Regions from separate parts of the Drosophila melanogaster genome. Here region 1 is linked to region 2. The links are chromatin contacts, called in public Hi-C maps. All regions are on one chromosome and are shown on one strand. The core of a region is the stretch at or near the end of the contact, and the rest is flanking DNA. Distances in the headings are between cores, read along the strand shown.

Region 1 (2,936 bases), core at 4-2,503, about 11 Mb after region 2:
ACCTTCGTCGCTGCTCGGTGACGCGAATGGTTTCCTGCTCCTCGCTGTCCAGGCTGGATAGGCTGACGCTCTTGTTGGTGCAGTCGCCAGCGCCGCTGCCATCGTCCACGGCTGTCCAGGATTTCCGGCGGTCTGTGTGAAGAAACTGGCACTGCTGCGGTGCCGTGGAAGACCACATGGCGTAGTTGGAGCCACCGGACGCGGGACCCGTGCCCGTCCCCGTAAGATCGGGCAGCGAAGTACTCAGTATAGCTGCGCTGAGCAGTCCATGATTGGCCAAGCTGCCGTCCTGCATGTGCTGGCTAGGCGAGGAGGAGTTCTTCATCTGGACGACCGTTTCGCGGATGTTCTGCAGCTGGCTCAGCGTGTCCTCGAATATGTTGTTGTACTTGGAGGCCAGGGCGGGACTGTGTGGCGTCACATTTATGGTGGGTATCATGTTGTTGTTATTGATGGTGTTGCTGGCAGGATTAGATGCTGGTGGCGGAGCAATGGGGGCGCGCGCTGGACCAGGAACGGGTGCGTTTATTACGGGTATGCAATAGTTCTGGCTTTCGATGGAGGCGCCTCGGTTGGTAGAGCCACCATTAACCAGCGCTTCCGAGGACTCGCTGCAGTTGGAGTTCAGAAAATCGGTGACCACATCATTGTCGCTGTCCTCGCCCGCGTTGTCCATAATAGGGTCTACTGAATTCTCTGCGTTTTGGGCCAATTTCCTTTGTTTAGCGACTGTGTTCTATTTTACAGCTGGCTGCCTAGAAAAAGAAAGTTTCAGTATACAACGCACACACACTCAACCGCGACGGGCACCATACATGCATATATGTGTGTACATACGTACATATACACTTGTGTATGCACTTGCTTTTTGCTATTTATTGATTTTCCCGCCACCCCCGAAAACACCTTGTTGCGCGACGTAAATTGTTGCGCCTTTTTCGAAGGACGTCACTTGTCCTTGCACCAACAACAACCACAATAACAGCAGCCACACAACAGCAGTGGAAGCAACAACAGCAACAACAACGGCAGCTCAGCAGCATCAACAGCAGTGCGTGGGCGAGGGGAATGCGTGAGTTTTAAACGATAAATTCGAACGGGTGCTTCGCGTGCGGGAAAGGGAATACTGGCCGTTGCACTTAACCGAAAACTAAACGGAATCTTAAGCTAGTGAGATTTCTGCCAGCGTTTTAAAATTTAAATGCGATTCGAGCTGGGGTTGGAACTTATATCGATGCTTACCCGATACTATCGCCAGCAGTCGGGCAGTGTGACCATGACGGCGGCACACTTTACATTTAACAGCGCTGTCGCTAACATAACCAGTGCTGAAAAGAAGCGCCCAACCATTCCGATTCCGATTAACAACACTACATTTGAATTCAAATTTAATCCTAACTATGTAACGGAAATCAAAATATAATTAAAACAGAAGAACTTTTGTCTTTATTCGACGAACATTTATTGAAAGTAAAATGATGGCCGTGCGATACAGTACAGGGCTACAGTTACGCTACAGTTACAATTGAATCGCAAGAATGGCGTTACTAGTTGGTAAACGCGTGACTGTGCGCCTGGAATGTGCATTAGTTAGTAGGTAGTAATATGTATTAGTATCACTCTGAAGCAACCGGCAATCCGAATCGCTCTAGCCCATGGTGGTGGCCAGGTGCTTGTTGGTGGCCACGGATCCGGATCCTCCGCCGCCGCCTCCTCCTCCTCCTCCTCCTCCGCCGACAGGACCCTCGTTTGTCACGCACGTGGGAATGGCACTGGACCACTTGCCGTTCTTAAGGCACTTGAGCACCTTGGAGCCGCGCAGATCCAGTCCGGCATCGCAAGTGAACGTGATGCTCTCGCCGATGGCGTAGTAGAACTTGACGGAGGACATCCTGCCGCTGATGACGGTGCCCGGATACGAGCAGGCCTGCACGCACTTGGGCAGCCCGCCAGACCACCTGGCATTATCCTGGCAGGCAATGATCGGCTGGCCCTGCATCATGTACTCGGGATTGCAATTGAACTGGACCACGTCGCCGGCACGATAAGGTGCTGAGCCCTGGGCGTAACCATTTTGCGGCGCCCCCGGATTGTCGCACTGCACCTCGACGCAGGTGGGCAGCGGCGCTGACCACTCGCCCGTCGGATTGCAGATCGCCTCCGCCGGACCACGCAGCCCGTAACCGGAGGCGCACGAGAAGGCCGCCCGGCCGCCCACCTCGCGCGACAGCACGGACACACGGGGCGAGCTCGCGTTGCTGCCCATTCCCAGCGGGATGTCGCCGCACTCGACGCTCTCGCAGACCGGCAACGGTGCGCTCCAATTGCCACTCGGTAGGCAGAACAGCTCCGAGGCGCCAATCAAGGAGTTCCCGTTAGCGCAGGACAGCAGCGCCCGCGTGCTCAGCTTAGTATCGTTGGTGTTCACGATCAGGCCGCGTCGCATCGGTATCTCCGGGCAGTTGATGGCCCGCACCACCACCTCCACGGTGTGCTCATGCCGAGCTGGGGTCATGCACGAATAGAACCCGGAGTCGTCGCTGGCCGCATCCACAATGCTCAGCCGGTATTCCAGTGTAGAGTCGCGGCCCTCATCCGCTTCGGTTACCCAGCCCTCTGTGTAGTTCCTGCAAGACGCAGAGATTCATTAGTGGAGTTTACCACATGGAGGACGGTTTCCCAAAGGTATCTCCCATTAACCAGGTTCAAATATGTTTAGATTGTTTTGAGTACCTATAAAATAAAAGGTGTAGATAAGAGAAGGGCTATTCCAAGAGATTCCCAGAACCAGACCCTGCTGATCATTGCCTTTTATAGTATAAATAACCCTTAAAGAAATAAAAATAAATGTTTATAAGAAATCCCTAAAGTCAAACGATCTAATGATCAATTCAAATACCTAATTGCTGCTTTTAAAAATTTAACCTATAGTCCAA
Region 2 (2,832 bases), core at 322-2,821:
CTATTGAGGTCAACACAGCATTGTATAGCGCAGCAATACCACACATTGATAGTCGTTCAATTCTACTGGGAGTCAGTGGCTGCATCTCGATCAGGGCTTGGGCCTGACTCAAAATAGTCAGATCAGTAAGCATGTGATTCATGCTCGATTTCACTGCAGTGGCCTCCACTTGGGTCAGTGGCAAATAAAGCGATTTACCGCCGTTGATGGTCTCCATATATTTGGATCGGTATCGATTGAGTATGGGCAGGCTCACACACACATCCAGCAGGGTATCCACTCCGTTTTGCTCCTGGAAGTACTCCACATTGGCCGCCAGGATTTGTTCCTGAAAGAAGTAAGCTTTTAATATTGCGTATCTCGTTTTTAAGAAAATATAAATTTGCTCATAGCTAATAGTTATACACAACTTCTAAATTGATCGAGTAGGATAAATATTTTCATTAGATAGAATATTGCATTTTAGTTTAGTTGTGTAATATATCCGTACCTACTCAATTCAAGAGTAATTTATAATAATAACAGACAAATATGACCGATCTTAGGGAAGCTATTAAAACAGGAGTTTAAGTTATTTGCTCACAGTGCAGTCGGTGACCTCCTCGCTGAGTGGAACCCAAGTCATCTTGCCGGGCTCTAAAGGAGCAATCAGTTGCTGCAGAATAACCGAGGACAGGTCCGACCGGGATCGCTTAATCTCCGACTTGGGCGACTCCTTGTCGTTGCTGGCCCCACTTCCGGAGGAACTGCTGCTGGGCATAATGCTCTTGGTGGTCGACTCGGGATGTTTGCAGCTTTTAAGAACATTAGCCACCGCATTGTAGTCGAACATGGATGACGACGCTGATGCTGGGCACTCCCGGCCCTCGCAGAGCATCTTGAGGGCGCCCAGGAGCCACTTGGTCTCGTAGACGGACACCCTGGGCAGTCTATAGATAATAAACCGGATAAGCACGGCGGTGGCATCGTGCAACTGACAAATCTGCGTCTGGCAAACTGAAAAGCACCAAGATGATAAATGTAGCGAACGCGAATTGGCGCAAGTGAATCACTCGATTCTTGGCCAAACATTTCTTTGTTTTGTTTTCATTTGGCGAAAAATCATTAGGGTGCACTTACTTGTCTTGATTTGCATAAGTTTGTCCGCCGCCAGGGCCGCAAAGGCCGTGTAAAACTGCGTGAAATTGCTTTCCTCCTCGAAAAAGTCATGTTCGCTATGCAAATATCGGAATAGAGCGTTGTTAGTTCTCGATATTAAAGAATTTTCAAAGCTTTTTGCTATTTCGTCACCGGAGCGGCCATATTTAATTTTGCAAGTCACTTTTTGCACTAGCAGAAAATTTTTCACTACGCCATTCGGTAGGCGAAAAGTTCTAGATGATCGTTTGTACTTACCATCGCGTGATAGCTTTGAGCAAATTAACAACTTCGTTCTTGTTTAAGGCTCCTGTACGGTTAAGTATCAGGGCTTTAACAACGGAATTCCAATCCGTTCCGCCGCTGTGGGCCGACATTATTGTTTAAATAATCTCGTCAATTTGCCCGATAGTACTGAGTACTCGGCCTACTGTGTGGCCAGATTTCATTAACGGTAAAATGCCGTGCGAGCAGGGATACCACACAGCTTTAATCATTATTCCAATCAGCTGTTTTAAAAATACATAAAAAAGTAGTGAATAACCAATATATGAAAAAAACTGTACACTGCACAAAATATATATATATATATATATATAACTATAATATTTTAAACGTATTTGGACAAGCTAATAAATGTTTTGTTTATTCGTCTAAAATATGTAAAGCAAACTAGTGATGCTAGCTTTAAAATAATGATTATTTAATTATTAAATATTAGTGACATATGTATATTTTTTTTGTTTAAATTATCTTCTAAACATCTTAATCGGCTGCAGGCTCATCCGGTGGCTCCAGCTTGACGTCGGCGGATCAGGATCGATGTAGTCCCGCCACCGCCGGCGACATATGCACGTTCGGACCAACCTGTTGGCTACCCGGTCCACTGCCCATACCGCCCATAAGAGTCACATGCTTCCTATAGTTGGTGAACTGCTCCAGGTATTGTTTCACGGTGTCCATTGGCTCAAAGATGTCGTTGTGCTTGGCATGCAGCTGCTGTTGCCCCATTGCCGTCATTATTGTCTGTGGAGCGAAATAGGAGGGAAAGTCCTTATTCACAGCAATGCCGAGGAATCCCTGCAGCATTTCGCGTATCATTTCCCAGCAGTAGGCCAGAATCACGCATGACTTGTACTCGATTTCGATGAGGATGCCCTTGAAGTGCTCCATCATGGTGACGGAACCGAGTTTGATAACAAAGTCACCATACTCGAAACGAGCGCCACGGGACTCGATTTTGGTCTGCTTTTTGGAGGTGAAGGTGTTGGTCATCTTGAGCATGAGCAGATCGAAGATATTGTCGGCGACAATGGCCACTTGTTTGCCGGTGCCATTGTCGATGATCGAGAACGTGGAGGCGGGATACTCGGAGTTGTGCAGGACGTGGACTGCGCGTCCAGGTGCTCCATTGTGCGGCTGTGGCGTCGAGATGAACGTTTCGCAGTCCACCAGAAATTGACCGGCATGTGTGGCGCCCAGGGCGAGCAGACGCTTGCTCAGCTGATCGATTATGTGGGCACCCGATTTGCCTTCGGGTAAGGGATACGGTTGAAGGATAGTTACTCCCATAGTTTATGCAATAATGTCAGCTTTTTAGTTTTATTAATTTTGTTTACAAGTCTTGCAAGCTAAAAGCGTCCAGTGTGACCAGTGCTGACTTTTTAGTCATGAGAAAAGTTAGACAAATAAAAA

The links. A called contact is a pair of places that touch in the nucleus more often than the background predicts.
Region 1: a Hi-C map of the Kc167 cell line shows a contact between it and region 2, with 5 times the contacts expected there. The contact joins the promoter of cyst here to the promoter of poe in region 2. A contact is called at or near these places in 5 of 107 Hi-C or Micro-C datasets (the Kc167 cell line, the S2 cell line, larval brain and 1 more).

The regions. Positions count from the first base shown.
Region 1 is chr2L:19,507,511-19,510,446 of dm6, forward strand. cyst (cysts) reads right to left here and starts at 1,254. Exons shown (of 2, transcript NM_165305.5): 1 at 1-1,254. The coding sequence starts at 676. It overlaps Hasp (Hig-anchoring scaffold protein), which reads right to left. Exons shown (of 17, transcript NM_136134.7): 17 at 1,443-2,627. The coding sequence ends at 1,649.
Region 2 is chr2L:8,070,053-8,072,884 of dm6, forward strand. poe (purity of essence) reads right to left here and starts at 1,572. Exons shown (of 13, transcript NM_057638.4): 1 at 1,396-1,572; 2 at 1,120-1,214; 3 at 584-996; 4 at 1-328. The coding sequence starts at 1,514. MED20 (Mediator complex subunit 20) reads right to left here and starts at 2,796. Exons shown (of 1, transcript NM_079924.3): 1 at 1,760-2,796. The coding sequence starts at 2,709. The coding sequence ends at 1,951.